Regions from separate parts of the Mus musculus genome. Here all the other regions are linked to region 2. A link is a contact called in public promoter capture Hi-C data. All regions are on one chromosome and are shown on one strand. Each heading gives the region's core, a stretch centred on a gene start, on an enhancer-like site or on the middle of the called end of the contact. The rest is flanking DNA. Distances are from core to core; before and after follow the strand shown. Region 1 holds the start of Tmem39a (transmembrane protein 39a). Region 2 holds the start of Qtrt2 (queuine tRNA-ribosyltransferase accessory subunit 2). Region 3 holds the start of Cip2a (cell proliferation regulating inhibitor of protein phosphatase 2A). Region 4 holds the start of Gsk3b (glycogen synthase kinase 3 beta). Region 5 holds the start of Gtf2e1 (general transcription factor II E, polypeptide 1 (alpha subunit)).

What was found. Promoter capture Hi-C pulls out the DNA fragments that hold promoters and counts their contacts.
Region 1: a contact with region 2 is called in a promoter capture Hi-C map of pre-B cells, with 13 times the contacts expected there. The contact joins the promoter of Tmem39a here to the promoter of Qtrt2 in region 2. A contact is called at or near these places in 3 of 39 promoter capture datasets (cranial neural crest, liver and pre-B cells).
Region 3: a promoter capture Hi-C map of pre-B cells shows a contact between it and region 2. The contact joins the promoter of Cip2a here to the promoter of Qtrt2 in region 2. A contact is called at or near these places in 1 of 39 promoter capture datasets (pre-B cells) and 1 of 484 Hi-C or Micro-C datasets (pre-B cells).
Region 4: a promoter capture Hi-C map of pre-B cells shows a contact between it and region 2, with 6 times the contacts expected there. The contact joins the promoter of Gsk3b here to the promoter of Qtrt2 in region 2.
Region 5: a promoter capture Hi-C map of pre-B cells shows a contact between it and region 2, with 5 times the contacts expected there. The contact joins the promoter of Gtf2e1 here to the promoter of Qtrt2 in region 2. A contact is called at or near these places in 4 of 39 promoter capture datasets (the C10 cell line, cranial neural crest and pre-B cells).

The regions. Positions count from the first base shown.
Region 1 is chr16:38,561,074-38,565,271 of GRCm38.p6, forward strand. Tmem39a (transmembrane protein 39a) reads left to right here and starts at 1,741. Exons shown (of 9, transcript NM_026407.3): 1 at 1,741-2,057; 2 at 3,042-3,228. The coding sequence starts at 3,116.
Region 2 is chr16:43,887,263-43,891,474 of GRCm38.p6, forward strand. It overlaps Qtrt2 (queuine tRNA-ribosyltransferase accessory subunit 2), which reads right to left and starts at 2,414. Exons shown (of 9, transcript NM_001356329.1): 1 at 2,305-2,414. Ccdc191 (coiled-coil domain containing 191) reads left to right here and starts at 2,640. Exons shown (of 16, transcript NM_027801.1): 1 at 2,640-2,776. The coding sequence starts at 2,729.
Region 3 is chr16:48,992,758-48,997,159 of GRCm38.p6, forward strand. Cip2a (cell proliferation regulating inhibitor of protein phosphatase 2A) reads left to right here and starts at 1,431. Exons shown (of 21, transcript NM_172616.2): 1 at 1,431-1,622. The coding sequence starts at 1,521. It overlaps Dzip3 (DAZ interacting protein 3, zinc finger), which reads right to left and starts at 1,385. Exons shown (of 32, transcript NM_001110017.2): 1 at 1,033-1,385.
Region 4 is chr16:38,087,093-38,091,150 of GRCm38.p6, forward strand. It overlaps Gsk3b (glycogen synthase kinase 3 beta), which reads left to right and starts at 1,909. Exons shown (of 11, transcript NM_019827.7): 1 at 1,909-3,521. The coding sequence starts at 3,434. It overlaps BC031361 (cDNA sequence BC031361), which reads right to left and starts at 2,168. Exons shown (of 1, transcript NR_033221.1): 1 at 1-2,168.
Region 5 is chr16:37,537,007-37,541,419 of GRCm38.p6, forward strand. It overlaps Gtf2e1 (general transcription factor II E, polypeptide 1 (alpha subunit)), which reads right to left and starts at 2,783. Exons shown (of 5, transcript NM_028812.4): 1 at 2,647-2,783. Rabl3 (RAB, member RAS oncogene family-like 3) reads left to right here and starts at 2,888. Exons shown (of 8, transcript NM_001042499.1): 1 at 2,888-2,954. The coding sequence starts at 2,909.

The DNA of each region.
Region 1 (4,198 bases), core at 491-2,990, 5.3 Mb before region 2:
GGAGACTCCCCAGAAGCTCAAAGGCCACATAGCCTGTCATACGAAACAACCAATAACAAGGAGAACTGTCTCAGACTAGGTGGAAAGTACCCAAGGTTGTCCTATGACCTCCACACTCTTGGCCTGGCATTCACATGCCCCCCCACCCCACCCCCCACACATAAACAATATGCATATGTGAGGGAACACGTGGCATTTCTCTTTTCAAACTTGTTGCCTTACTTGATATAATATTTTCCAGTTCTATCATCATTTTTCTTTAAAGCTTAGTAAAAACCATCGTGGGTTTTTTAATGATCCACCCATCTGAAGATGCACATGTAGACTGACTCAATTTCCTTGCTGTTGTGAATGAAACGGTAGTAAACATGGATGTGCAACTATCTTTGGGTGCATATGGTCAGGACTGGTACAGCCAGGTCCTGTCATTGTGATTTTTGTTTGTTTTCATTTTCAAACACCTCCATCATGAAGGCCACAGTGGTTACACCTTTCTATACTGACACCAACTGTGAGTAAGGATCCTTCTCCTCTCCATCCTAGCCAACATTTTGATTTATTTATATCTATTTATCTTTTTTCTTGATGATAGCAAATCTGACTGAGGTGAGATGGCATCTCAATGTAGTTATAATTTGCATCCCCCTGGCCTCCACCGGCACACCAGGCTTATTCTTCTTTATTTTACCTTTTTCTACTTTAAAGATTTATTTATTTTATATATGTGAGTGCACTGTAGCTGTCTTCAGACACACCAGATGAGGGCATCAAGTCCCATTACAGATGGTTGTGAGCCACCATGTGATTTCTGGGAATTGAACTCAGGACCATTCAGTGCTCTTTAACTGCTGAGCCAACTCTCCAGCCCTATCAGGCTTGCTTCATTTTGATATCAAACTACTGACAGTTCTGGGCAACATTGGGCTGCCTATCTTTTTTTTGGGGGGGGGGGTAGGGTGAAGGCTAGGGATTGAACTCAGCATGGTAAAGTAAGCTGTACAATTGAGACTCCATATCTTTTTATTTACCACGTACTGTCCTCGGAAAACAGCTTACTCATCTTTGGAGCTTCAGACCCTTTACAGTATTGGCACTAGTGCCATCCCTGGACCTCAGATGTAGTTTTGTTTCGTTTTTTTTTTTTTTTTTGACACAAGGTTTCTCTGTGTAGCCCTGGCTGTCCTGGAACTCACTCTGTAGACCATGCTGGCCTCGAACTCAGAAATCCACCTGCCTCTGCCTCCCAAGTGCTGGGATTAAAGGCGTGCGCCACCACTGCTCTGCTCAGATATACTTCTAACTGTGAATTTATTGTTCTTAACAGCATTACTGAAGCTTGTTGCTGCGTTCTCTTATTTATTAGACTTAACTTTTCTAGAACTCATTCTTTATTTCTATTATCTACCTAGTTCATTATTTAATATTCAGTCCCTGCAAGGGGCAGGCGTCCGACGTGCTTGTCACAGTCGTTTGCATATGAAAGACGTGATCTTAGGTGGCATCTCCGAATTTCCCTTCTCTTCTCCAAGCATTTCTCTAGACACTAGCTGACTGGAGCCAGGGAAAATTTGGGGAAAAAAACAACCAAAAACCAAACTAACCAACAAACAGAAAAACTCCGCCGGGCACGTATGGGCCGGAAAGCCCGGGCGCCGGAGAGTCCCACTGCGCAGGTGCGCCGGGAGGAGGGCGAGCCAGCTCTGCTGGCCGCAAGCCTGTTTCCGGGGGCCAGCGCGACGCAGAGCTGACGTCATCGCTGTGCGCTGCCACGTCTCCTCAGCTCCCGGGCGATGGAGGCTGAGGATGATGAGTCTTGGTGATGGGGTCGGACTGTGCTTCTGACTTTAGCTCTGGCTCTGGCACGGACTCCCGGTCTGGGTCTGGTAACCTAGCGACCCGAGAGCTTTCTTCGACTGTCCAGTGGGATCCTGCCTGCGTCCCGGCAGCTGTTTTTGGAGCGCTTTAGAGGAGGGAGTGAGTTTGGGTGCCCGGGGTCGCGGCTGTGAAGCCGCCGCCTCCTCCCAGGGATCCCTCTCCGTGGCCAGCCTGTCCCATGCGTGAGTTTTACTTAACCTGCTTTGTCATCTCGCCGGCCCTGGCGTGCTTCGGCTCTTTCGGCCGCCGGCCTGAGACCACTAGGTGATTCCGTCTTGGAGGTTTAGTCCAGTCAAGTTTGTGGTTTCTCGCCTTCCACCTCGAACAATCTTACGCTGATGCGCCCCAGCCTTTTGCCCTCACCGTACTTTCTCTTTAATTGAGCAGGGATCAGCTTTCTTTGCCTTTAACAGTTTGGAGTCTTTGTCCCACCTGGCGTTTGTTAGCCTACAGTGGACTAGGGAACCTCGGATCCCTCTACAGTAGTAATGTTAAGCAAAAAAAAAAATTTTTTTTTTCAGAGTATTTTTAGTCGTATTTAGGAAATACGTGGTATATGTTGGCAGAACCATGTTTGCCGAAATTGAGGAAAACATAATGTCGTCGTCCGCCCACCTCCCCCCTGAAGATCTCTTTAGCCCTTTAATTTTGCACGTTCATTTAATTTCTTAGCGGTTTTACAGAAGCTTTTCTGAAACGGGCAACCATTTGAGTGAAATGAAGAAACAAACTCTGGTTAAATGACTTGGTCAAGGTCAGAAACCTGCGGCAAATCTTAGTCAGATTCCTTGATAACAACCTCATATTTTGGACAGAGATATTTCCTGTATTTCAAGTGATTTTAATGTGAAATTGCAAATTAGAATCGAGTAAGTTGTGGTGTTTCTTGTAGAATGCCACCTTGTAGATTGTAGTCTTGTTTTATTTAAGAAAAAGTCAGCAAGACAAGACACCAGCCGGGAGTTGCCTTAATGCTGAATACAGCTGAGCTCAGAATTTAAACCTCTGACCTTACCCCAGATCCAAGCAGTATATAGGGACAGGAACATTTATTTGAAAATTCAATCTGGATTTTATAAGATCTGCTCACTGAGTTTTAACATTTGCTTGTTATACTGACTTCTAGAAAAAGTTACAATCTTTCTTTCTTTTTTAATATTATTCAGATTTGAAATAAGTTGACAGTCATCAGCCTGGGTGGCAACTTCAGGTGGCACTGGAAATTACCTGGTTCCTGGACATGCCCAGTAGAAGGCGGGGTCCCAGTCGGCAGCAGCTAAGCCGGTCAGCTTTACCTTCCATACAGACGTTGGTCGGCGGCGGCTGTGGCAATGGGACGGGCTTGAGGAACAGGTAAAGAACATATAATTCTATGCTTAACACTTGGCATGATTTGTAATAGCCTGTTATCAGTGAGACTAATACAAAATAATTCTATTCAAATGTTTGCTTATCAAACTTATCACTGAAGTAGGAATTCTGCCTTTGAAGACTGAAAACTTAGTGTTTCACTTTTCAGAGTTCTTTGCAGGTAGAATGATGTTACGCAGGGACCACAAAGTAGAAGTGTCCATTTCTCTTTTCTTTTCCTTCCTTTTCCTTTCCTTTTCTTTTTTTTAACATAAATTTTTTTTTTTTAGTTTTATTTATTTTTTTATGTGTACCGATGTTTTGCCTGCATGTATGTCTGTGTACCACTTGCATGCCTGATGCCTCTAGATGCCAAAAGAGGTTATTGGGGGTTTAGATGGTTCTGAGCCACCATGTACATTTTGGGAACCAAACCTTGGTCCCCTGCAAGAGCAGATAATGCTCTCAACCATGGGACCATCTCTATCCTCCAACTCCCTTAAAAAATGACCCATTGGGTTCACTTTGTCCCGTTCTTTTGCTTCTGGTTGTGGGGCCATCTACTAAAATGGGGTTGACCTACCAGGAGCCACACCCTTAAAGAAAACGGACCTATCCACCCCAGGGGGCCATGAACTGTTCATAGCTCCTCAGTTAGAGGTGGGGGCTCATAAGCCTTTTCCTCTTCTTTAGCCCCCAACATTGTTTTGTTTTTCGAGACAGGGGTTCTCTGTGTAGCCCTGGTTGTCCTGGAACTCACTCTATAGACCTGGCTAGCCTCGAACTCAGAAATCCACCTGCCTCTGCCTCCCATGTGCTGGGATTAAAGGTGTGCACCACCACTGCCTAGCTTAGCCCCCCCCCCCCACATTTATTATTAAAAGTTATTCTGGCAAAAGGTTGTTTGATTTAATAATAACTGTAAACTGTAACCTAAAAATGTTAAGAATTATGTCGGGTGTGGTGGTGCACC
Region 2 (4,212 bases), core at 1,164-3,663:
AAGTTACCAATTATGTACACATAGAAAGAGACTATGAAGAACTTCCAAACAATTCGATGCACCAAGCTGATTCAGAAATGATGGATGTCGCAATATTTTAAAATTCTTTCCCTAATTGGTAGGGGAGAGAGAGAGATACACTAACAATACTAAACTTTATTAGGCACATGTGTTAAGAGTTTGGAAATATCCCTCATGGGAATGGATGATGCTATCCAAACCTGTTAGAAAGAAATACAGAAGAAATTTGAAGAAATATCCAATTATCCAATGAAAGTTTAAAAAAATAAATAAGAAAGAGATAAACCCAATGAGGCACATCAAAAATATAAGATGCAGGTCTGGGGAACTGGCTCGGTGGTTAAAAGAACTTGCTATTGGTGCAGAGGAACCAGGTCTGGTCCCTAGTCAGCACATGGCAGTTTACAATCACTTGTAACTCCAGTTCTAGAAGATCGGGTTTCCTATTCTCACTTGAGGGTACCATGCACACTTGTGGTATACATATATACATGTACACAAAAATATTCATACACAGAAAAGAAAAATAAACCTTTAAGAAACAAAGAAAAGGAGGAAGGAAGGATCCAGCAGAGAATGCTGGCACATAATTTAATTCTATCACCTGGGAGGCAGAGAGACAGGCAAATCTCTGTTAAGTTTGAGGCCAGCCTGACTCTAGAGTGTGTTTCAGGCCAGACAGGGCTACAGAATGAGACACCACCCCAACAACAAAAAAAGCAAATGGTAACTTCATCCATTGAAAGGCCTAACAATCATAGTAGTTACATTTATTGGGTACTTACCATGCTTGATACATTAACTACATTAACCCTCAAAACAAATACAACACAGACCCTACTCACCTTTATTTTATAAACTAGTCAAGTGAAGCTAATAAAGTCGCTGTGGGGTGTGAGTAAGAATGGCCCCCACAGGCTCATATATTTGAATGCTTAGTCACCAGGGAGTTGTACTATTTGAAAGGATTAGAAGGATAAGAGTTATGGACTTGTTGGAGGAAATGTGTCACTGGCTTTTAGGTTTCAAAAGTACATGCCAATTCTCTTTGTTCCTATGGATGAGAATGCAGTTCTCAGCTACTGCTCAGGCGTCTGCCTGCATGCCAACATGCTTCCTGCTGTGATGATAATGGACTAAACCTCTAAAACTGTAAGCAAGCCCTCAATCAAACGTTTTCTTTTATAACAGTTGCTTTGGTCATGGTGTCTCTTCACAGCAACAGAACAGTGACTAAGACAGTTACCAGTAGTAACTGGCAGAGTTGTTACTGGAATTATAGATGTATTAGTTTTAGAGGCTATAATATAGGCTAGTGGCTTAAAAGAAACTGAAATTTGTCAAATACAATGTTTCCATATTAACTGTGATAGTTCCCATTTTGCTACAGTGTAATTGTTCTTTTCCCATCTTGCCCCTCTACCTCTAAGCCATCTTCTCCAAATTGACAGCCTTTCTCCAGACTCATCCAAACATTTAAACACACTTGTTCTCCAAAAATGGACACACACTGTATTATATGCACTTCTCTGAACTCTGCTTTTCATTCAGGAAAAAATAGGCACACCTTCCAAAAAATCGCCATGAAACTAACTCTTCCAAAAGAACTAACTACCATTGAGACAGCGGAAAGTCTGAACGTAACACAGCCCATTCAACAATGTTCTTACTGGTTCACACTCAAGTTAGAGGGCAGGTGCTAGGTCTATGGGGCACAGCTTTCCTTATCATATTTCCACCAGTTTATAGTTTGGTTTAGATTCCCTGGCAGAATGTTTTACACACGTTGCTTTTTCAATCATTACAATACTCCCAGGGTTTAGGTACAATCCCATTTTGCCAGTAAGTAAGCTGAATTGCCAACAAGTGGCCGGGTCCAAAGCTCCAGTTCTGAATTTCTGCCCTGCCTTGAAAGCACACACGCCTTCAGTGGGCTGTTCATGACAACATCCAGGCATGGCTATTTAGATTCAATTTTCCCTTAGTTCCATTAGCCATCCCAGGAGCCCTAGACTTTCCTATTCGTATAGCTTCCCAAGTAACTGCTAAACTCAGAAAAACTTGCAGCTGAGAAGCTCATTCTCTGGCAGAGGCCAGGAGAACGGAGGTCCTTTTCTTTCTGAACTGTAACTGGCAATCACACTGGGAGACTCGGAGCTGGCAAAAGCCTAGACCAACAAGAAACCAAGTAATGACGAGGTGGGAACAAGACTGCAACGCAATAAAAAAAAAAAAAAAGTGGGCGCTATTCACCCTCCCTCAACAAGGAAAAGGAACACTCACCGGTTGATAACACAACTCCGCACCCTCAGGACCCTTAAACTCTTCGCAAGAGATAACACGTGTTCCGACTCGTAGAACCCTTGGCCCACTAAACCACGGTCTCCGCCGCAGAGCCAATCCGGAATTTCTGCGTCATCACCAAGCGCCAGAATTACGCAAAGGCCCTGCTAAAGAAGCCCAGTGACCTCCGCCGATGCCATAGTAACAGCGTGAAAGCAAGCTTCCCGCGCAACGCCTCCTGGGAGTAGTAGTTCCGGAATGTCTGACCCCTGTCTAGCTGCTAGGTGGCAGAACTACAACTCCCAGAACCACCTGAAAGCAGTCTGGGAGGAGGCGCAGTTGTCTCTGTTGTGGCCGAAGTCTAGGCCCGAGAGTGCAAAACGTGCTGCTGGCGCCCCAGGGAGGGTCCGCCTCAAAGAAGAAGATGGAGCTGAGTCGCTGGAAACGGTTATCAAGGAAGCTGAATCTCAAGGTGATCCCAGTCGGGAGCTTTGAGGAACATGGGCCGGCCCTAGGCGCCACACAGTCCTGAAGCCAGCCGCTTCCCGCCCTGCGCTTCCTCACTCTTCCCCCGGGGGCATCCTTACCTGGCCTTGGCTACCCTAGAGCCTGCACAGCCCTAGGTAGCGTGATTTAAGGAGCCAAAGGGTCTGTGTACTCACTACTGTGATGGGCTGCATCCTGTAAGGATTATTTCTATCTATGGAGAGGTCTCCTAGTGTCCATCATGGTGAGGGGAATTTGCCCCTAATCCTTACTCTGCCACCAATTTTAGGAAACTTTCCGCACATTTTCTTCTGCCCCCTTCAAATCTGAGTTAAGGGGTCTTTAAAAGGAAAAAAAAAATCATCACACGAAATTCTCTGACGTTATCCCTTATATCTTTCCCTTTCCAGTTTTACACAAGGTATCTAAAATGAACCCAGAAGTCCAGATGGTTGTATCTCAATACTTTATCCATATGGTTATCTCTAAATTTCACGAGCATTCAAAGTTAGAGCCTCCCTGTATCTCTTACCTCTTCTGTGTATTAGCACCTAAAGGCATCAGGAGGTTGAGGAAGAATTGGGGTGGGGGTGGGGGGTAATTAAAAATAAAAGAGACACCATTTAAAACTTGGAACATTACAAAAGTCACAGCCATGCAAAGTCACAGCCACACCAAGTGTGCCTTCCAGAATACCTCTTAACAGTCACAAAAATAGATGCTTTAAATGTAAAGGAGAGTATTGAAATGGAGGGGCTTCAGCTTTCAGCAGCAGAGCAGTTTCACCAGCTGCTCTTACCTTTCAGTTTTACTTTCCTGTAAAAAGAAAAAAAAATCCTCTTAGACGAGTGGCTTTTGTGGGGGCCCCAGGTAATCATTCTTGTGGGTTATCCTAAATATAGCAGCTGTGTGCACAGGGCACATTCCGCTTAGTGAAAACCATGCTCCAGATACCAGAGGGCACAGGCCAGAGCATTAGTGAGTGGAAACTGAGGTTGCTCCATTGCATAATAGATGGGGCCCGAAATAGCATATGAATATAGATTTGATGATGCAAGGCAAAAAAAAAAAAAAAAAAAAAATTGGGACAACTTAGAACTACAAAAAGAGGGATTTTTCCCCCCTGATAGTGCTCATTATTACTGTCTAGAGGATAAAGTAAAATCCATGAGCGCCTTGAAATTCAACTGTGTTTGAATAAGATCAGCTCTTTCTTTGTTGCCATGACAGTTATTTAGACAGAACAGCTGCATTAATTGTGTGTAAGGTGAGATGAAGGTGAAGTGTTAGGTAAGTGAGGGAGGATATTATACCCTTTACAGCAACTTTCTTGTGCCAGTTGATTGGTTTCTTGTCCCGTTGTTTTAAAAAAAAAAAAAAACAAACCCCGAATATTTTTGCAAAGCAAATCCCCTTGCTTAC
Region 3 (4,402 bases), core at 181-2,680, 5.1 Mb after region 2:
CTAGCACTTTGGCTTTGTAATAAAGGCTACTATTTCTGAAGCTCAATAAGAATTTACTGAATAAACTATCGTGTAAAATAGTCTACTCTTAGGTTTCACTTCATGAAAAGCCTAAAGCAGTAAAATGCAGAGACACAAAGAGAAAGGTGCAAAAATACTTGTCAGCAAACTGGCTGCTCTTCGTTTTAGTGATGACGCATTCCTCGTTTATGTAGTGAATTCCAACAGTACTTTCCTATTTGGACTATTATTAGATGGTTGCTTCTCCGCAGGCACCACGTCCTCATCTTTGTTCTGAGTGACAGTCAATCCCTAGCCCCGTTATACATGTTTGTTTAAAATGGAATGAATGAATGCATGAATGAATGCACTAGCTACAAACTCTCATGTGACTATCTCAACGGCACAATCTTTTTCCAGCCATCAGTTAGCTTTACTTTTATTTTCTTTTAATATGAACATAAATGACGTCTTTAAAAGGTACCAATACAAACGAGAAAAAAACAAAAAACAAAAAGGAACGTTCCCTGAATTCCCACAATTTCAGAAGAACTTAGTCAAATGGGCATTTACTCGATCCCACAACCTAGCTTAAGCTCCTGAACCAGTTGCTGACTCACTTCGTTATTAGATCCGTGCACATCATTACCTCCGATTAAAATAATAATAATAATAAAATTCTCAACGGTGCCTTTCTTTCTTTTTTTTTTTTTTTTTTTTTTTTTTTGACGCCACAGAAATGTGCAAAATAATCACGCCAGACAAGAACAGGCCCCTCAGCCTACAGACATCAAAGCTGACAAGAACGCGTCCGGGAGCGACTCCGGGATGCTCTCTCTCTATGGGGGGTTCTGACAAATCCTACCGTAAAGTTCCGGCTGCCTCATCACGGAACCCCGACCGCCACAGGTCTTAGCCTGCGCGAGTCGCCTGCGGCCACCAGGGACCAGGGCCGCAGAACCTGAGGCCCCTCTCCCGCCGCCTCCAAACCTACGCCCCCACCCCCAGCTTCGGCGGCTCCGAGTTCCTCACCGTGTCTAGACTAGGGGGGAGCGGCCGTGTCTCGGGCAGAGGCTGAGGCACGCACGGAAAGCCGAGCCCGCCGCGCCCAGGCCGAGGAAGGCCCGGGGACCGAGCCCGCGCGGCACGGAGACCCCCGTTCGCCCCAGAAGCCCTCCACAGAATGAGCCCGCACGAGCTCGTCTCGCGAGATTCCCGCGTGTTCGCGGACCTCCAGCCGAAACCTCGCGGCCTCTCCGCCAAAGGGGGACTGCGGCGGGGGTGGGAGGGGATGGCTCCCTGCCACCTTCCCGCAACCCCAGCGCCTGGAACCCAGGCCCACCCTGCCAATCACCGACTGCAGTCCCACCCGCTGCTCCCAGACTTCCGGAGTCCGACCGGAACAGGAAGCTGCCAGGCGCAAGAGGGGTGGGGCTTAAAAAAAATCAAAAAATGCGCGGCGACCGCTGAAGACAGAGGGTGGCTGGTGTCGGTGGTCGCTGACAGGCCGGCTCGTCGGCATGGATTCCACCGCCTGCTTGAAGTCCCTGCTCCTGAGCATCAGTCAGTACAAGGCCGTTAAGTCGGAGGCGAACGCCACTCAGCTGCTGAGGCACTTGGAGGTAAGGAGGTTCGGGGTGCGAGTGGGTGTCCCCTCCTTCGGTCCCCTCCTGTTTTCTTGTGGGGCCGGAAGATGGAGGTCTCGCCCTGGGCAGACCTGCAGCTGCTTCGCTGTCCTTGCACTGGCGACAGCGACTGGGTGTGCGCAACGAGTGGGTGCCAGGAGGGGATTGTGTACGGACCCAAACCAGGAGGCTTTGGGGTGTATGCGAGCGCAGTGTGTGTGTGTGTGTGTGTGTGTGTGTGTGTGTGTGTGTGTACGGACCCAAACCAGGAGGCTTTGGGGTGTATGCGAGCGCACTGTGTGTGTGTGTGTGTGTGTGTGTGTGTGTTCCGGATCTTTTTTTAAGGTGCTGTATTAGTCAGGGTTCTCTAGAGTCACAGAACTTATGGAGTATCCCTTTATATTAAGTGGATTTATTGTAAGGACTTAAAGTTTCGCTCCTACTAACCCAACAAGTGGGGAAGCTAGCTGTGACTGGGAAGTCCAGGAATCTAGTAGTTGCTCACTCCCTCAACACTAGTTGTTTTCGCTGGTCATCTGTGTAAGCGGGAATCCTGAAGAAGTAGGTTCCAACTGGAAAGTCAGTGTAAGCAGGCAAAGAAGAGTGAGAATTCCCTCTTCCATTGTCCTTATGTAGTCCTCCAGTAGGAGGTAGAGCCCAGATTAAAGGTATGAATCACCACACCTGGATTTGGAACTTGCAATCCCAGCTGGCCTTGAACTCAGGAGACTTGTCTCATTCCCCTGGGATTAAAGGTATGTACTACCTTGCCTGGGCCTACGCTTTTCATGGCCACTATGCCTCGAGATCTGGATCAAAAGCACATCGCCCCATGTCTGAAGCCTGTGTCTTCCAGCCTCAAGATCTGGGCAGATGTGCCCTCCATTTCTGGATTTAGTTCATTCCAGATGTAGCCTTAGTTGACAACTGGAATAGATATCACAAGTGCCTATTTTCTATGTCTGTTTTGTTTTCTTTGTTGAATATTGAGTGGCTTCATTCACCGAAGATAATCAGGGCAATTCATTCAGGTTGTATGTATAAACAGGACTCCTTTTTTTATGTGTAAGTATTTATGTAGATATTTATGTAAGTGTTCCACGGATCCAAAAATACATTTGGATTGTTTTCAGAACTGTGTGGAATTAAGAATAAGTGCATTCCAGTCATATATTTTTATTATGGTTGAACGCAACCCTCTTTTATAAACCTACCAGTAGAACTATCAGGTCTTAAGGGCTTATGTTCCTCTTTTTGTTATTTTAATATTCTTTTAAATGTTTGTCTGTGTGTGATGTATGCGCATGTGTGGGCAGGACCCTCAGAAGGCACAAGGCTCTGTTCCCTGGAGCTGGTCTTGATAGCAGCTGTGAACTCCTTGAGGTACTGCTACTCCAACTCAGATTGTCTGCGGAATAGTGCATGCACCTAGCTGCTGAGCCATCCAGCCCACATCCAGTAATGCTTCATGTTGCTAAAACGCCTTTCAAAAAGACCTTGGCATTACGTACTAGCAGTGCATTGATTTTGCCATCGCGCAACCAGGCCCATCCTTAGTTCTTAGTATTTACCGTTTTTGAGGGTGATGTAGTTTCCGAGGATACACAAATATTTATCATGAGAGACACGATTAGTCATTCGTCTGCACTGCTGCTGCAGTGTGACTTTATAACCCCACACAGTGTGACTGCAGTGTGACTTTATAACCCCACACAGTGTGACTGCAGTGTGACTGCAGTGTGACTTTATAACCCACACAGAACCTGTGCTTGGAGTCATTTTGCTCATGTTGGTCTAGTCTGATATTCGATGTGATGGCATTTCACATCACTGACCATGAGTCTAGTTATTAAAAGCGTGGCTTCAACCCCTTGGGGTATAAATCTGAGTCGTGCTTCTTTATCGTCAGTGTATGCATGCCCCAGTTTACTCAAAACACAAATTGAGTCAGAAGCACCTTTCTTACAGGGTTATGAGGATGAAAAGAGTTCCCAGGTGGAAAGCACTCTTAGGTCAGTGCCATGGCCAGATTAAGTGCTAGGCATCCTCATTGAGCTAGTTCCCATCAGTAAAAATTTAATTTTTACCTTATCTTAACTAATTACTAGATGCTATACTATTGTTGAGTCACATGTTTGGCCCCAGTCATGTTTAAAGCAGAAACTGCCTTCCTCTTCTAGAGAGCTAAGTATTACTAGATGAGAGAAACTATGTTCAGATCACCAAGTTGATGACCAAGTTGATTCCAAGATAAGTTAACAGTTTGTGTGATTTTTTTTTTACTTTGGACATATTTTTTCATCTTACAAGCTAATTAATTTTAAAACCCATTCTACTAGGGAATAGATAAATTGAAACTCCAAGAGCAAAGCTTGGTAAGAAAGTGGAAAAATAAAAGGAAGATACAGAAGGAGGTATTAGACTCTAATAATTAGAGGGTTACTAAAGCAGTCTGCTTAGATGTGACCTTTTAGAGTATGTATTTGAGATACGTTAATCTAATTCTAAAATAACAAATTGTTTGACTTTAGATAACAGGTTTATTTATAATCTCCCTCACTAAAATAACTGGATTGAAGAGGAAAAATTATTAAAAAATTTATTCTTGCTACATTTTAAAACATTCTTTGTTAACTTTACTCTTTCTGTGTAATCCCCTAGCTGCTAGATTTAACGTGAAAGCAGTCATTAGTTGTTCATTGTGCTTCATATTTAATTTTCAAAACATATGAAATGAGTATACTAGGCTTCGGAATAATAAATCTAGTTGGTTCTAG
Region 4 (4,058 bases), core at 659-3,158, 5.8 Mb before region 2:
TTTCCTATGAAAAGATTTTTTTCAATTGAGTTAAAAATATCTGAAGGCAACAAAAAAGTTACTAATCAAAACCCTAAGGTAGGCTATTTTTGAACTAGTTTTATATACAAGAATAGCCACGTTGCCAGTTTCTGCAAACTAAACCCTTGTTATTTACCTTCCTGCTGGTATAATTAGGTAGGGAGGATTTAAAGTTCTGCACCACAGCAGTTTAGGAACAGTGGCAAAGGTCTTTCATAATAGCATGGAGAGGCACCATTCAAATGACAAAGTTGCCAAGCAAGGCGGCTGCTTTTAAGATTCTTTACCCTCCCCCATGGCATCGGGCTACCTTATAGACGATTTTAATTGTGAAGAACAAGAGTCTCTTCTGCACTTGAGGCATAAAGTCTCCGATAAGGAATGAGATTACAAATTGGCTGCCTGTCGGGCACATTTTCCTGGGATTTTTTACTTTGTTGGTCTACGTGGTTTCGGCATATCGGTTGCCAACACGTCAGATTTAGAGATCACACATAAAACTTCAACGTTATGGTTTTGGTAATTAAAAAAAAAAAAAAAGGAGAATACGATTATTTTAATGGTGGACCCCCTTAAGGGCATGGATGGAACTCCCGTTTCCACATCATCTAACATTCCTATTGTCTTCCACCAGGCCGGTGTCATTCGCTTTATTTGCCAGGCCTCTACAGACATCTGAGTCTGCAAACACTATCCAGACCTTTACTGGCTCCCTTCAAAGCTTACTTTGTTCTGTCCCAAGTCCCTCATCAGATTTTAAAGCAATAGCTAAGCAATCTGATCAAGTACGTGTACTTTTACATGTGCTTTCTGGAGATAGCATCTCAACAGAAAGAGATGACTATGCGGGTGGGTATTACAAGTATCACGGGATTACAGTCAGGATTGCCAGTGTCCACTCTAACTTACTCTAGTCGTAGTAGCCACGCCACACAGCTCTCGGATGGACCAAGGCAATGGTCTCCTTTGTAGAACAATGGACGCTGGACTACATGTGAAACCTACTTAGGCAGCAGTGTGCTGATCATCCAATAACACTAAAAACTGCTGCGAGCAATTCTGACTTGAGCTTCCTCCTAGGATTCGAGGTACTGTCCTGACCACATTTCCCCTCACCTGTTTTCGGGGCTGCTTTTGCGCTGGACAGTCGCGCCCATGGACCGCGCTCATCTAGCATGAGCTCATCTCTCGGGGGCGTTTCCAGAAGGCCTGGTCTGGCCTTGTGCGCCTGCTGCAAAGGGCTCCCCCCCCCCCCCCCACGAGATCAGCGGCCCCCCGCGATGGGCGGGCGCGGCTGCCCAGAGGCTCTCCTTCTCTGGAAGCTTTGTTCCCATTTAAGCGCTAGAGGGTTCGGCCCCGGCCACGGCGCCCTACGTCTTTCAGAGAATAGACGTTCTCATAGGCTCAGCACGCGCGGTGGGGAGCCTCGGGCGCACTTGGTAAGCCGCGCCCCGCGGAGCTCCCGGGAATGGGGACGGCCTCACGCCCCACTAGAGCGCTCGGGGCCCGACCCTCCGACCGCAGCATTGTCGGACCGGGCTGCACAGCCAGCACGAGCGTCGGCTCGGAAAGCAGATGCAGGCCGACCACTCATCCCGTCCGCCCGCTTAGGGACCACCCGAGGCCAATCCCACTGCAGCTAGGTCTTGCGATTGCACAGCAGTGAGCGCCTATTGGCCGCCGCCACGGGCTCCTGCACCCTCCTTCTCCCTTTCGAAGCTCCCCTCCCCCCGCGCTCCAGCTCGACGCTGCAGACCAATGAGATGGCACTTTATAGGTGCCCTCCCTCCGCTTTCTTCTTCTCCCCGCCTCAAAGAGGGAGGGGAGGCTCTGACTGGCCCGATGTCCTCGGAAGCCCCCTTCCCTTCACCAATCACCGAGAAAGGTACACGCCCAGCGGAGTTGTCCAGCCAATGAGGAAACGGGCGCGGCGCCCAGCCGTGCAGTTCCTCCCGCGACTCGGGAGTTTCGCCGTCCTTAACTCTTGAGGCTTTTCCCTGAGGGCCAACAGCTCTGATTGGCCACTGTCGCTATTGTCGACTCTTCTCTCTAGCCAGCCACAGGACAAGGAGAACCCTCTTCCCTTCTGTTCGGCTACCTTCGGCATTCCTCGTTGCTGGGGCGTGGTCTCCCAGCGGCGTCTCCTCATTGGTTATCCAGGTCGCTCGGCTTTTTCCGGCAGGAGCTGCAAGCAAGCGACGTCTCTGATTGGTTCCGGCTTGGGTTTCGGCTCTACAGCCGAAGCTGGCGGGCGCGGGCTCGGCGAGCGATTCCCAGACGCCTGTAACGCGGGCGGCGGGGCGCTGGGCGGTGTAAGGGCTGGGTGGGGGAGGAAGGAGGCGGAGGACGAGTAGGAAGGGGGAGGGGGAGTGGGGAAGGGCTAGGCGGCTGCGCAGACGGCGCGCCTCGCACAGAGCAGCCCCCGACCCGGCCGAATGCGGGCTTGTGTCGCCGCCGTCGCCGCCGCCTGGGCCGAGTGACAAAGGAAGGAAGGCAGCAAGGAGGAGCCGGCCTTGCAGCCGCTGACAGGGCTTCGGGCTCCGGGCACAGCGCGGACACTTCCCGAGCAGCCGCTGAGCAAAGGCGAGGGGCGGAGGCCGGCCGTGCCGGGGCCACGGACGGGGGAGGGGACCCCGAGGGACGGAAGCGGTTGCCTGGTTCCCATGTCCCCGGCGTATGGGGAGCAGTCAGGGAGCCGCTGCCTGGGGTCTGAAGGGAGCTGCCTCCGCCGCCGCTGCCGCCATGGCCGCTGGATCCAGCCACCGCCTGCAGCTGCTCCTGGCGCAATGAGGAGAGGAGCCGCCGCCACCGCCCGCCGCTGACTCGCGACTGCGCTGCCCTCCGGTTCACCCGGCCGCCGCCGCCGTCAGACCGCCGGATCCCGCTGCTGCCGGAGCCGCAGCGTTTGCCGTCGCATCTCCGAGCCATCTCCTCCCTCCTTCCCATCCCCCTTCTCTTCAAGCGTGAGGCTCGTGATCCTTCCGCCGCTTCCCTTCTTCATTGACTCGGAAAAAAATCCCCGAGGAAAAATATAATACTCAGAGTACTTATTTTCAATCAAGTATTTGCCCTCGTTCACGTGATATATATATATTTTTAAGGATTCCACTCCACCCTTTTTCTCCTCTTCCAGGAAAGGGAGGTGAAAGAATTGTATTTTTCTCCCAGCTCTAAATCATCTATGTGTTAAATATCCGTACCGATCTGTCTTGAAGAAATACATAGCTCCTTTTTTTTTTCCTTCTTCTTAAATAGCTATACAAAAGGAGTGAAAAGCCAAGAGAACGAAGTCTTTCTTTCTCTTTCTTGCGGGAGAACTTAATGCTGCATTTATCATTAACCTAGCACCCTAACATAAAACAAAAGGAAGAAAAGGATTAAGGAAGGAAAAGGTGATTCAAGAAGAGCCATCATGTCGGGGCGACCGAGAACCACCTCCTTTGCGGAGAGCTGCAAGCCAGTGCAGCAGCCTTCAGCTTTTGGTAGCATGAAAGTTAGCAGTGAGTATCGATTTTATTTTACACCCTTCCTCCACCTTACCATTTAGATAAGAAACCTCGAAATACCAGGATCTTACACTAACAGACCTGATAGAACAGTCAGTGGTCGTGGAAAAGGGCAAAACCAGCCTTGAGTCAAGAAGAGGCAGGCTCCTTTTCCTCCTCCCATTCCCGTACCCCCTCCCCCCGCCTCATTAACCTTGGATTGAGAGAATATTAGTTTTATTTGCCTGATTGGATTTGAAACTTCTTTTCTTACGTTCTCCGTGCTGCTGGTAGTCTTTTCAAGTGCTCCAGTGCCTCCGGGTTAAGCGATGGAAGAAGCGTTCGCTTGCCCATCCCTTTGAATAAAGAAGAGGAGGACAAGGCTTGATTAATAAACCATGATGTACATTTGCCGAGTCCTTGTCTTCTGGAATGAGGGAGTTTATCTTAGTTAGCTCAGGTTATCAGGGTTCTGTATTCAAAATAGAGATATTAAATGCCCCAGCCTCCTAATATTTCCTATTTGCCCGTGTGACTACACAAAGTATTTTT
Region 5 (4,413 bases), core at 1,533-4,032, 6.3 Mb before region 2:
GAAAAGTCCTTAAGTTCAAGCTACGCTTTACTCCAAAGGAAACGTGGTGCTTGTGATTAGTGAAAATGTTCAGTGGGGGCCTAAAAGGACTTATTAGCTAGGCTAGCTTTCATGTAACTTCAGTATGATCCATACTGAAACTAGCCAGCCTATTCACGCTGACTATACTTCAGATTTCTGTAAGATATAGGAAACTTTTAATAGACATCCCCCTGAACTATTTCTAAGAAGTTATATTGTCATTAATATCAGTTTCAACTGAACTTTTAATTTGAACTCTGAAGTAGCCAACCCTATCAGATGTAATGCTTCATTCTGTAAGAAATGTTGTAATATCTGCAATATATCCTAAATAATCAGTGTACACAAGTATGTTATAAGGTCATATCTATAATAAAGGAAAAATAGAAAGAAAGTTAGTTACAACATATACTTTAAACAACACCAGGCAGAGCACTGTAGATACAGCACTGTAGTACTGAACATACACAGAGAAAACAAGGCAACACCTGGACTTACTAGTCTAAACCTGGCAACCCCAAAGCCTTTGTCACCCTAGATATTTAAATAGGTCTGGGTTCACTGCCACCTCAGAATCCCAAGCACAGTACCAGATACATTTTGGTCGCTTTTCCAATTTCACCTACACAGTGTACTAAGAACCACATTTTGCTTTCTGCATGCTCAGCAGCTGACAGAATAGGACATAATGGCCTCAGAAACACGCAAAATGCCTAAGGACAGATGGACGCCAGCACAGCCTATTGTTTTCTGACTTCCTTTCCATTGCTTTGCTCTCCTCTGTCCCACCTCAGACACTGTATGCTCCAGACCATTGGTTCTCAACCCTGACTGTAAAGCAATCACCTAGGCAACATTTTTAAGTCTACTAACACTGGGCCCCATTTCCAAGAGTTCTGTTTCAGTTACTATAGAAGGGCCAGATTAGGAACGCAGCTACTTTTAAAATGCCTTTAGATTACTCTAATGTGCAACAAGTCCCTGATCATTGCTCTAATCTGTCCCATGGCCATGACCATTTTGTATCCTTCAAATGAACATCCTGCATGGAGAGGACTAGTACTTGCTGTTCAGCCTGTTTCCTCTGTCTGATACTCCTCTGGGTGTCCTGAAAATCAGTACAAAGGGACGTTATCAATACTCTTCCAGCCAATAGTTTGAAGCTTGGAAATCCCAGGTCAGCTTCTTAGTGTTAGCCCCAGAAAATCCACAGCCTTCATTTCTTCACATATAAAATAATTAAAGAGCCTTTCTCACACAGGGCTTTGCTCCTTCCCCACATCCCCAATTAAGATAAATCAAGAGTATTCAATCTCTGGGCTTCTTAAAGCTCCTTAAATCAAGTTCTAAAACTGACAGCCCATACAGAACGTTTTCAACAACTTTATGAATTGGTTGTCGACATTTAAAAATCTTGGGTGCCTATAAATCCCAACTGCCTACTCCTCTTGCAGATTGGAAGTAAATGGCCAAAGTCAGACCATGTTCCTATATTAGCTAGTCTCTATGGCAGGTGACACTTAAGTAACTTCTCTGTCTGTGGAGGCTTCTTGGTGTGGTAGCTAGTGGTCTTCATTTATCTTCTTCTCTTCACAGTAATCAGGCATCTCATCTCCCAACGTCACCTTACCCAGTCCAGACCTAGATTCTAGTTGTAAAAACTTTTAAGGACCACTGTGCCCCTGGTGTGGAACTGGGAGAATCAAAAGTTCAAACCACTCTGCTTTTTTAGCAAAGTCATCCTCATATCCACCCTCAGTCCTCAAAGCTAAGCCCAAACCTTTCTCCTACTGTAGTTAGGCTTTGGGTAATGTTTCCTGGCCTTCTCAAATCCCCAACAGTGGCATCCAACACTCTCCCTCGCATTTCCTCAGAATTTGTACAGTTTCTACTTCGAAGGCCTCTTGTTCATTAATGCTAGCGCCTAGCATATTCTACTGAGATACCTGAACTTTCAATACATCCTCTGGGCACGTGTTCTTGTAGCATATCCATCCTGCCAGCTTCCACACAAATCACTTGTTTCACACCTGCATCCCAATAATGAGCGCTATAAGCCATCTTTTTTTTTTCTTTTTAAATTTAACTTGTAATTGCTTTAAGCAAGGAGCTACTACATTAAACTTGTGATTTTTGAAAAAACTATGCTGGATGAAAAGGGATTTAAAAAAAAAACACAAAGTGGGTGCAGGAAGCCCTTTTAGTTAGACTATTTTTAAATACTACTTCCCAAGTTCTAGAAGAACGTGGATCCTACAGAGCCTCTACAGTTTTCTGTTACTGTATTTTACGAACTCTCCATTCCTTCGTCCTACGACGGAGACAGCTCCGGACCGAGGTGCCCTCCACCAGCTGTGTTCAGACATGTCCAGACCCCGAGACCCCACAGTCCCTCAGACGCGCCCAGGGGCTTCCCGGGCCACACTCGACGCCGCCAAGCCCGTCCTACCCGAGGTCGCACATGGGCCGCTCCGGGGCAATGGTTCTTTAGAAGACTAAGAAGAGGACCAAAGCAAGAGGTGGCCGAGGAGAGGGGACTAGACAAGGAAGGGGACGGATAGAAGAAACCATGAAATGCCACGCCAGGTCAGAAACCGGGAACAAGGACGGGAGAATGAGGTTTACCCAAGTGGATGCTCGAACACTCCCACTACAGCCGCCCTCAGCACCTCAACTACCGGCTTCAGCCAGCCCACGCCACTTGCGAGACAAGGACGAACGCCTAATTCCTGCGACCGGTTTGGAAACCGCCCGCTAATCCGCACCCCGAAGCTTTCGATCAGTCACGCTCTGACCGACCAATGAGATGATTTGCCCTGCCCACAAGCCCTGCGCTGATTGGTGAGAATCCAGGAACGGGCGTCAACCTCAAGGAAATCGTGGCAAGATGGCGTCCCTGGATCGGGTGAAGGTTCTGGTGTTGGGAGACTCAGGTGAGCCGCTTAACCCACGTCTGGGACTACCAACACGCCCGAGCTTCCCGACACCGCTCTCTCTTCGCTGTTTACCCCCCCAGCTGCCTAGCGCTTAGGTCGACAGCTGAAATTCCTTTCAAGACCTTAAAACTACACTTCCCAGAGGACTTTGCTCCTTTTGTCGACGTGGTGGCGTGGCGGGAGGTGGGGGGCGCGGAGTCTATGGGTGGAAAAGGGACTAGTTCCACTCACTATCACTCCTAGTGACCCTCTAGGAAAATTTTTGCTTCCTGTCCCCACAACCCTAGGTTCTGCTGGCCTAGAAGTTTTGGTTCCAGAGAGGGGAGAGCTCCTACCAGGAGCCACAAAAAACATTCCAGTTCTTCCACTGCAAGCTTTGTTGCTGGGGAGTGGGTGTGGGGTAAGACATGGTCTCACTAAGTAGTCCTGACTAACGTAGAACTAGCTATGTATATCAGGCTAGTCTAAAACTCACTATATAAACAAGGCAGGCCTAAAATGAAGAGATACACCTGCCTCTGCCACTGTATTAGTCAGGGTCCTCTAGAGTCACAGAACTTATGGGTAGTTTCTTATAGTAAGGGAATTTGTTGATGACCTACGGTCTGTAGCCCAACTCCCCAACAATGGTCAGCAGCAGCTGTGAATGGAAGTCCAAGGATCTAGCAGTTGCTCAGTCCCACAAGGCAAGCAAACGAAGAAGAATCTTCCTCCTTCCAATGTCCTTAAGTAGGTCTCCAGCAGAAGGTGTAGCCCAGATTAAAGGTGTAGGCCTCCCTGCCTGGTGCTGGGACTTGCTTTGTCCCAGATGACCTTGAACTCAGAGATCTCCTTGTCTTAGTCTCCTGGGATTCATAGCCACTATGCCTCAAGATCCAGGTCAGAAACTTGAATCTCCCAGCCACGAGATCAGGATCACAGTGAGCCCTCCAATTCTGGATTGTAGTTCATTCCAGATATAGTCCAGCTGACAACCAAGAATAGCCACTACAGCCGCCGACCTTCTTTAAGACAAGCTCTCCCCTTGGCCTGGAGCCCCTAGGCTAAGGCTGTCAGGCCAACAAACATCAGGGATTGCCTCTCTCTGCCTCCCCAGCACTGACATTAGAGACGTGTGCCTCTTTGCCTGGCTGCTGTGTGTCAGTTCTGTGAACACAACTCGGGTTCTCATGCTTGTAGGGCAAGCACTGAGCCCCATGCGGTTCTTTTGTTTGTTTTTAAGTACACTTTGTATATGATCACAATAACAACATGGTATAATAGAGAAAGTCATATGGCTGGCAATAGTGCTCTAAGGTGATGTTGTTGTTTGGTTTTTTTTTTTTTATACTTTCTCAGTTTTTGGTAATAGAGTTTTTATAATAAAAAGTAAATATTAATGATAGGTCTATATATAACATTGCACAACAAAGAGATTTCCCAAGTGTTTGATACAATTAACAACAGCCAGGTAAAT